2 separate regions of the Danio rerio genome follow, and region 2 is linked to region 1. A link is a contact called in public HiCAR-type data. All regions are on one chromosome and are shown on one strand. The core of a region is the stretch at or near the end of the contact, and the rest is flanking DNA. Distances in the headings are between cores, read along the strand shown. Region 1 overlaps robo1 (roundabout, axon guidance receptor, homolog 1 (Drosophila)). Region 2 overlaps robo1 (roundabout, axon guidance receptor, homolog 1 (Drosophila)).

Region 1 (3,715 bases), core at 485-2,984:
CGAGGCAAAACTAGATGATTTCCTCCAACACACACATGCACATGCACACACATACAAATACATACCTTTTTTTGAGTTGCTAACTGTGCCATAGTGGCTGAATCATTCTCTATTAGGCCTATGAGATCATCCAATACATGATCTCCTTGTATTATTTTTTTCTCTAATAATTCCTAAATGGGTGGGATATTTTATTAAACCATCTAAAAGGGAAACCAGACTATCTTCAGGTGAGATATTACAATTTCTTTTATGTTTCCATGTAATGCGTATTAAATGCCAGCAAAGCTCAATGACATTATTTGTGCTTTAGACTTGGTCGGCTGGGAACACCCACAAATTCGTCACTTTCATTTGTGCCGTGGTGGAAAACAACAGACTACGATGATTGTACAGAGACCTTGTTTGGAGCTTTATCTTAAGTTTTACTGCCAAATAAAAACACTGAAGCCAGTGGGTAGGTACTGTAGGTAGGTAGGTAGGTTGGATTCTTTCTTTCTCTTTCTTTCTCTTTCTTTCTTTCTTTCTTTCGTTCTTTCTTTCTTATTTGATTATTTCTGAATAACTAGATGTCCACCAATCTTTTTTATTTAGTTATTTATTTATTTTAATTAATTATTGATTTAGTTGACCTATTTTTTATTGATTTATTGGACTTATTTATCTGACATTTATTGATTTATTTGACTTATTGACTATTTAATTTGACTTGTTTATTTCTTTATGGTGTATTTATTTATTTATTTATTTATTTATTTATTTAACTTATTTATTTGACATTTATTGATTAATTTAGTTATTTATTCATTCATATTTACTTATTTGTTTATTTATGTATTTATTTGATTTGATTTATTCATTTATTTATTGATTGACTGATTGATTCATTTATCTTTACTTATTTAACTTATTTATCTTTATTTCACCTAATTATTTGACATTTATTTATTTGACCAAATATTTGTATTGCTTTATTTGATTTATTTATTTAAATTACTTAGTTATTTGACCTATTTATTGACTTATTAATTAATTAATACACTTAACTTGACTTATTTATTTGACTTATTCATTTATTTATTTGACTTACTAATTTATTTATTTGACGACTCATTTATTTCTTTATTTAAATTATTCATTTAGACTTATTTATTTATTAACTTATTTCACTTAATCTAATAACATTGAGATTTATTTTATTGATTAATTATTAATTGATTGATTTGACTTACTTATTGATTTGACTTCCTTTTTCCTTCCTTCCTTCCTTCCTTCCTTCCTTCCTTCCTTCCTTCCTTCCTTCCTTCCTTCCTTCCTTCCTTCCTTCCTTCCTTCCTTCTTTCCTTCCTTCCTTCCTTCCTTCCTTCCTTCCTTTGTTTATTTAATAGCCAGATATCCACCAATCATATTTATTTAATTTATTTGTTTGCTTATTTGTCAGTGAGAATCTTTTTTTTTTTTTACTTTTAACCCTAAATTCAGAGACAAAGTTGGCAATATTGTCATACACCCCCTCCCTCCATTCTCTCTCTGGTCTTCCCGCCGCTCATTTACTGCACAGAATCCGTCTAACGTGACGGATGAGGCCGGCACGCTTTTTAGCGCAGAAGATGAATGGGCAAAATATGCTGATTCTCCTCTGGAAAGATGAATAATTCCCACCCGGAGCGCTCCTGAAATAACTGCGTGTTCTGGCCTCGGGGGACGGCTCTCTCTCTCACTCTCTGTCGGAAACGGAGGACGCAAACAAACTATGAAATGCCTGAAAAGCAAATCAAAATGAGTAATATCTCCACTGCATTCCTCGACTGGTTTTGTTGGCTGCTTGCCAAGCAGTTTTGTGGAAAGAGTCGAGAAACATGGCTAATTTGTTGGTTTTAATTGCGGAGCACTTGGTGGCGGAGGGAGGAGATTTCACAGGTCAACCCAAACAAAAAACAACAGAGAGGAGCAAAGCTGTACGGCTAATCGGAGAGAGGTGAAAACTGTTCAGCTACGTCTCCTCTGTGGGTTACAGAAATGCATTTTACAGCTTTTCATCTGTCATCTCCATATTAAACACGCTCCCAGGCGAGATTCTGAGGTTTATTGTAATTATATCCAGCTCTACTGTGAACTACTGCAGGAATATGGCAAGTATGACAAGATATTTGCAGACACATTGATTAAGCTCTCAAGGCTAAGATCCTGTTTTACTCTTTAAATAATATATATTTAGGGTTAATTATAAGCCTTAATGAAAGCATTTTAAAGCAAAAAAGATCATTTTCTTATTGAAATGCATTAGATGCAAGCAATTCTTTCTTATCTTATCTTTTTATTTAAAAAAAATAATAATAGACAAGCTATCTATTAGGTCTTTTTTATTTACTTATCAATAAATAAAATTATAAATTGCAATACAATTTACAGTATATTTTTTATGTCAACCCATCAATTATGTCTTTCTTTATTTACTCATATTTATTATATATTATACAATATTTATAACAAACAAATATCATATTTAAACATTTATCTATAATTAAATATTAATACATATTATATAAATTATTAATACATTGAACAATATAGAAAATGATTATTAAATATTAAACTTTACATATTTTTTATGTTATTAAATATAATTTTTATGAAATATTATATATTTATAATTTATAATTTAATAAACGTATTTATTTATATAATTTATTTGTGAATGCATCAATAAATATCTATCTAATTTAAAAACTTTTGCACACAATGTTTTAAACTATTTATTTATTCATTAAATTTACATTTATAATAAACAAAGTATATTTTTTAACATTATATAGTTATAATTAAATATTATTAAATATTGTATAAATTAGTATTAAATATATATTTTAAATAGTATTAAATATAAAACAAATTATTATTAATTTTAAATGTCATAATAAATATTATTAAATAATAGATATTTTACACAATATTATCAATTTACATATTAAATTAAATAATAATTACATATTAAATATTATATATTTTAAATATTATTACATATTATATAGTTATAATATTATATAGTTATAATTCAAAATGAAATAGACATTGATTTATATTATCTATTTGTGAATGCATCAATAAATATCAACCTAATTTAAAAACTTTTATTTTTTTTACTTTATTTATTTATTTATGTATAGTTGTTTCTACAACATTTATTTAATTTATATATTAAATAAATTAAACTAACATTTATTGAAAGAAAATTGTAAAGATGCTGTGACCACTCACATGTAAAATCAATAAAAACTTAATCACACAAAAAATAAATAAATAAACTAACATTACACAAACACATATAGATATTAAAGTACAAAGTATTACAAGTATTAATTGAATATTTCTGTGATTAAAAAAGGTTAGAAAACTATTGTGTAAGACCATATTAAGGCTTTTCCACTGCAATAAATAAATAAATAAATAAAAATAAAACATTATTAGTGGACTTCAATGATTTTTTTAATTATTTTTTTGCAAGATGGAACATACAGAACATGCTTTCAATCTAACTGATTTCAAAGGACTATACGTTTCGCCAATCATAACACATGCAAATGACATTCAGAGGTTTTAAAGGTAAAGTAGTAAAAAAAAAGGCTCAAATTATGGAAAATGGTCATGTAGAACGAAAACTCAGCTGCTGTTTTGCATCAAACCTTGAGTAATACTGTGGAAATCAGTGGAAACA
Region 2 (3,715 bases), core at 527-3,026, 140 kb after region 1:
CTAATATGCAATATTTTGTTTTAATTTAGTTTAAGTTTATTTAGTTTTAAGTTACTTTTCTAGATAACTCAGATTCAGAATTTAATTGATTTATTCATTCATTCATTTTCTTTTCAGCTTAGTCCCATTATTAATCCGGGGTCGCCAAAGCGGAATAAACCGGCAACTTATCCAGCAAGTTTTTACGCAGCGGATGCCCTTCCAGCCGCAACCCATCTCTGGGAAAGAATTTAATTGAATCTTATTTATTTATTTTGACCCATATAACAATAACTTGGATTCTGTTTTTCAAATGTAATATTCAATTTTATTTAGTTTTATTTTATTTTACCCACATAACATTGAGTCTGACTCAGTTTTAAAAAAAGTTTCATATGCAACCCCAATATTTTTTACTAATTTAGTTTAATTTGCCAGATATTCCGATTACGTTTTTTTTCACATATTATATATATTTTATAAATAAAATATTTTATTATTTTGTTTGATTTTATAAGCAATAACTATATTTTAATTTAACTTAGTTAATTTTTCTTTTAGTTTATTCTTTTTATTATATTTTTCCTATATAACAATGACTTTAATTCAGTTTTTTTTATCATCTAATATTTAATTAAATTTTGTTTTATTTTATTTTACCTGGATGACAATGAGTCTGGCTCATCAATTTATAATAATTTAATTTATTTTAACTGATAGAAAAGTCAGTGTGTTTGCCCCCATGGTTCAGTTCAGTGATCTAAATAAAAGTTTAGACAGAATCAAACAAATTGATTCAATAATTAAAGAGGCATTAATTTAACGTATTCATAGGACTTTTTTTTCCCTAAATAAACCAATACATACTAATTTCACAGACATTACAAGGCTGTAGTTTAATCACTCAGTCTATTCTTAGTCACAACTTCTGGAGTATATGTTTAACAAACTGTAGACCTAGCCGAGGGCTATTTCCATTTTGCCTACTGTACTGCATATACTCAAAAACTAAAACTATTTAACTGCAGATCAAAGTTTTCCCAAGGTCAAGCTTCCTCTCTGCATATTCTCTGCTCCAACTTCACCTCTCATAGGGGAGAAAACTTGACCCGAGCCTTCACTTGGCACCATAAGCTTGTAGATGAATATGGCACTCAGGGCTCCACGCCAAGACAGAAAAAAAACAATCTTTGTAAGTTTGCCAGAAACATAAGCAATGCAGGCAAGGAGGCTGGAGGGGGAAAAAAAAGTTGAACGCCTTTTAAATATCATTCAGGAGATGGCAGATGAGATTGCAGTGTAATAGGAGTTACACTTATCTGATGGCTTACGGCTTATTATAACGGTTTTCGGAAGAACCGTACATGACAAGGACAGGAGTGCCTCAGGGTTCGCTACTGGGCCACACAAATATGATTACAGGTTGGCGTGCGAACGGTTAATATTTCAACCCCGTAAAGGAGACTTTGCACGAAGGATTGCTCAAACCTGATGTCAAACAGCTGATAGGACCGGGGAATTCCAGCTAATCTGATGAGCGCATCATTCTGTGCCTCAGTGATATTGAATCGCCGACTCTTTATGACTGTTATAACTTTACGACCGCAATTCTTTTGTGGATTATTCAGAGAGATTGAAACTGTGAGCTGCGGATTCTTTTTAAAGTCCAGACGTCCAGCACTTTGAAGACTGACACTCAACCCTGGCGAGCATCAAAACTACGCGGCCACGTCTGAGACGGCACGACACCATCTGTTCCCTCTCCAGTTGCTTGAGAACACATAAAAGAAGCAGGAACACATTTACAACACGCAACTTCCTGTCTGCCCGTAATTACTCGGGAGCTCCTGTGAATGTCATTCGTCCCCCGAGGATGCCGATTCAATGCGGCTGACAATATTCCTCTCAATTAAAATCCCTCTTTTAAGCCACATATACAGATTTCTGTGCTGCAGACTAAACGCTGCCAATCATCGTTGAGAAAGCGGCAAGCTATTCCATCCAATGTGCATCAAAAACCTCGCAGTTTGTAGCATGCATGCCAAGCAAACATGTTCCTCACGTCAGGATCACTGGAATGAGACGTAGCTTAAATGCGGCTAAATGCACCGGGATGTGTGCCTAATGGCTGGTTTATTTTTATAAATAAATTGCAGGGTGCCACAAAGCTTAAAAAGTGTCTGTGTTGACTCATTTCTCGCGGTCGAAGGAATATGGCAACCATGCAAAGTTAACATTTGGGTATTTCCACCAAGGACGAGCAGCATGAGAAAGCAATTATTAAGGCAATAATTATTATCATCAAGACTGAAAGTAGGGGAGGAAAACAAAAAAAAAATCAAGTCTGAAAATTAGCTGCGATGCCGCAAGCTTTCAAAGTGATATACAGCCAGAGGAACGCAGAGTTGCAATAATCCTTAGCATAGCAGCAGAAGTGCCCACACCAGGGACCTACGCCAGACAGCTTGTCTTACATCAGCAAAGCGCAGGCCAACCCGCAATCCGAGCGTGCGGAACGGTTTCTCTTGCGAGGGCTCTAATGCCAAGCCAAAATCCTTTGTTTCAGTTAGCGATAACAATAGGTGTAAGAGCAGTTCACAGATTATGGCAGGATCTGTTTGGCTAGGAGCCAGACAGCACTAGCATTATACTATTAGGGCTTTTATTGTTGTGCAGACCTCAAATATCTGAGAACAAGGCGAACAAAGCCTCGTGAACACAGAATTTGTTCTGCTTGGCTTCTGATAACCCTTCAAAAGCTGTTAGTGAGGCAAATTCAGTCTGGGGGATTGGCTTGGCAAATTGGATTAATTATTTTAATCGAAATTCATTTCCCAAAACATACGTTTGACATCGTTGAACAAGTCGTTCTTATGAAAGCTTTTTTTTTCCAAGCAGAATTAGCTAACAGTCATTCTTTATGTTGTTTTTTTCACTTTATACACTTAACTTATGTCTTAAAATATAAATTAAATATTAAATTGAGTCCATAACATGAAAGTTTCATGATTTTACAATTCAAACAAATTATTACAAACTTGAAAGCAGTTGTTTTGTTTTATTTCGGGATGTTTGACATGTAAACCTGCAGATGTGATGAGTTGTCAAACTATCGGAAAACATGCTTTATGTAAATAAATTTAGATATTCATATTTGCTTATATAATACACACTCACCGGCCACTTTATTAGGTACACCTTACCAGTACCAGGTTGGACCCATTTTACGTTCAGAACTGCCTTAATACTTTGTGGCATAGATTCAACAAGGTACTGGAAATTTTTTGTCCATATTGACATGATAGCATCACGCAGTTGCAGCAGATTTTTCAGCTGCACATCCATGATACAAATCTCCCGTTTCTCCACATCCTAAAGGTGCTCTATTGGATTGAGCTCTGGTGACTGTGGAGGCCACTTGAGTACAGTGAACTCATTGTCATGTTCAAAAAACCAGTCTGAGATGATTTGCGCTTTATGACAAAGCGCTATCATAAAGCTTATTCTGCTGGAAGTAACCATCAGAATATGGGTACACTGTGGACATAATGGAATACTCTTCTGCATAGAAGCTGTCATTGGTTACTTTTTTTAGTTACTTTTGCTTTTCTATCAGTTTGAATTAGTCTGGCCATTCTCCTCTGACCTCTGGCATCAACAAGGAATTTGTGCCCACAGAACTATCGCTTGCTGCATGTTTTCTCATTTTCTGAACATTCTCTGTAAACCCTAGAGA

What was found. HiCAR-type assays count read pairs that join an accessible place to other places.
Region 2: a contact with region 1 is called in a HiCAR-type map of caudal fin, with 4 times the contacts expected there. The contact joins two enhancer-like sites. A contact is called at or near these places in 1 of 18 Hi-C or Micro-C datasets (an unstated tissue) and 1 of 4 datasets of contacts at active chromatin or transcription factors (caudal fin).

What each region holds. Positions count from the first base shown.
Region 1 is chr15:42,157,162-42,160,876 of GRCz12tu, forward strand. The region is part of intron 4 of robo1 (roundabout, axon guidance receptor, homolog 1 (Drosophila)); the gene reads right to left. Among named protein-coding and RNA genes, the nearest start is that of robo1, 380 kb to the right of the region's middle. Within about 2 kb of position 1,735, at least 5 of the 62 cell types and tissues checked have an H3K27ac peak or open chromatin away from gene starts, as enhancers often do. A contact at or near this core is called in caudal fin, where this site is marked.
Region 2 is chr15:42,299,480-42,303,194 of GRCz12tu, forward strand. The region is part of intron 3 of robo1 (roundabout, axon guidance receptor, homolog 1 (Drosophila)); the gene reads right to left. Among named protein-coding and RNA genes, the nearest start is that of robo1, 240 kb to the right of the region's middle. Within about 2 kb of position 1,777, at least 9 of the 62 cell types and tissues checked have an H3K27ac peak or open chromatin away from gene starts, as enhancers often do. A contact at or near this core is called in caudal fin, where this site is marked.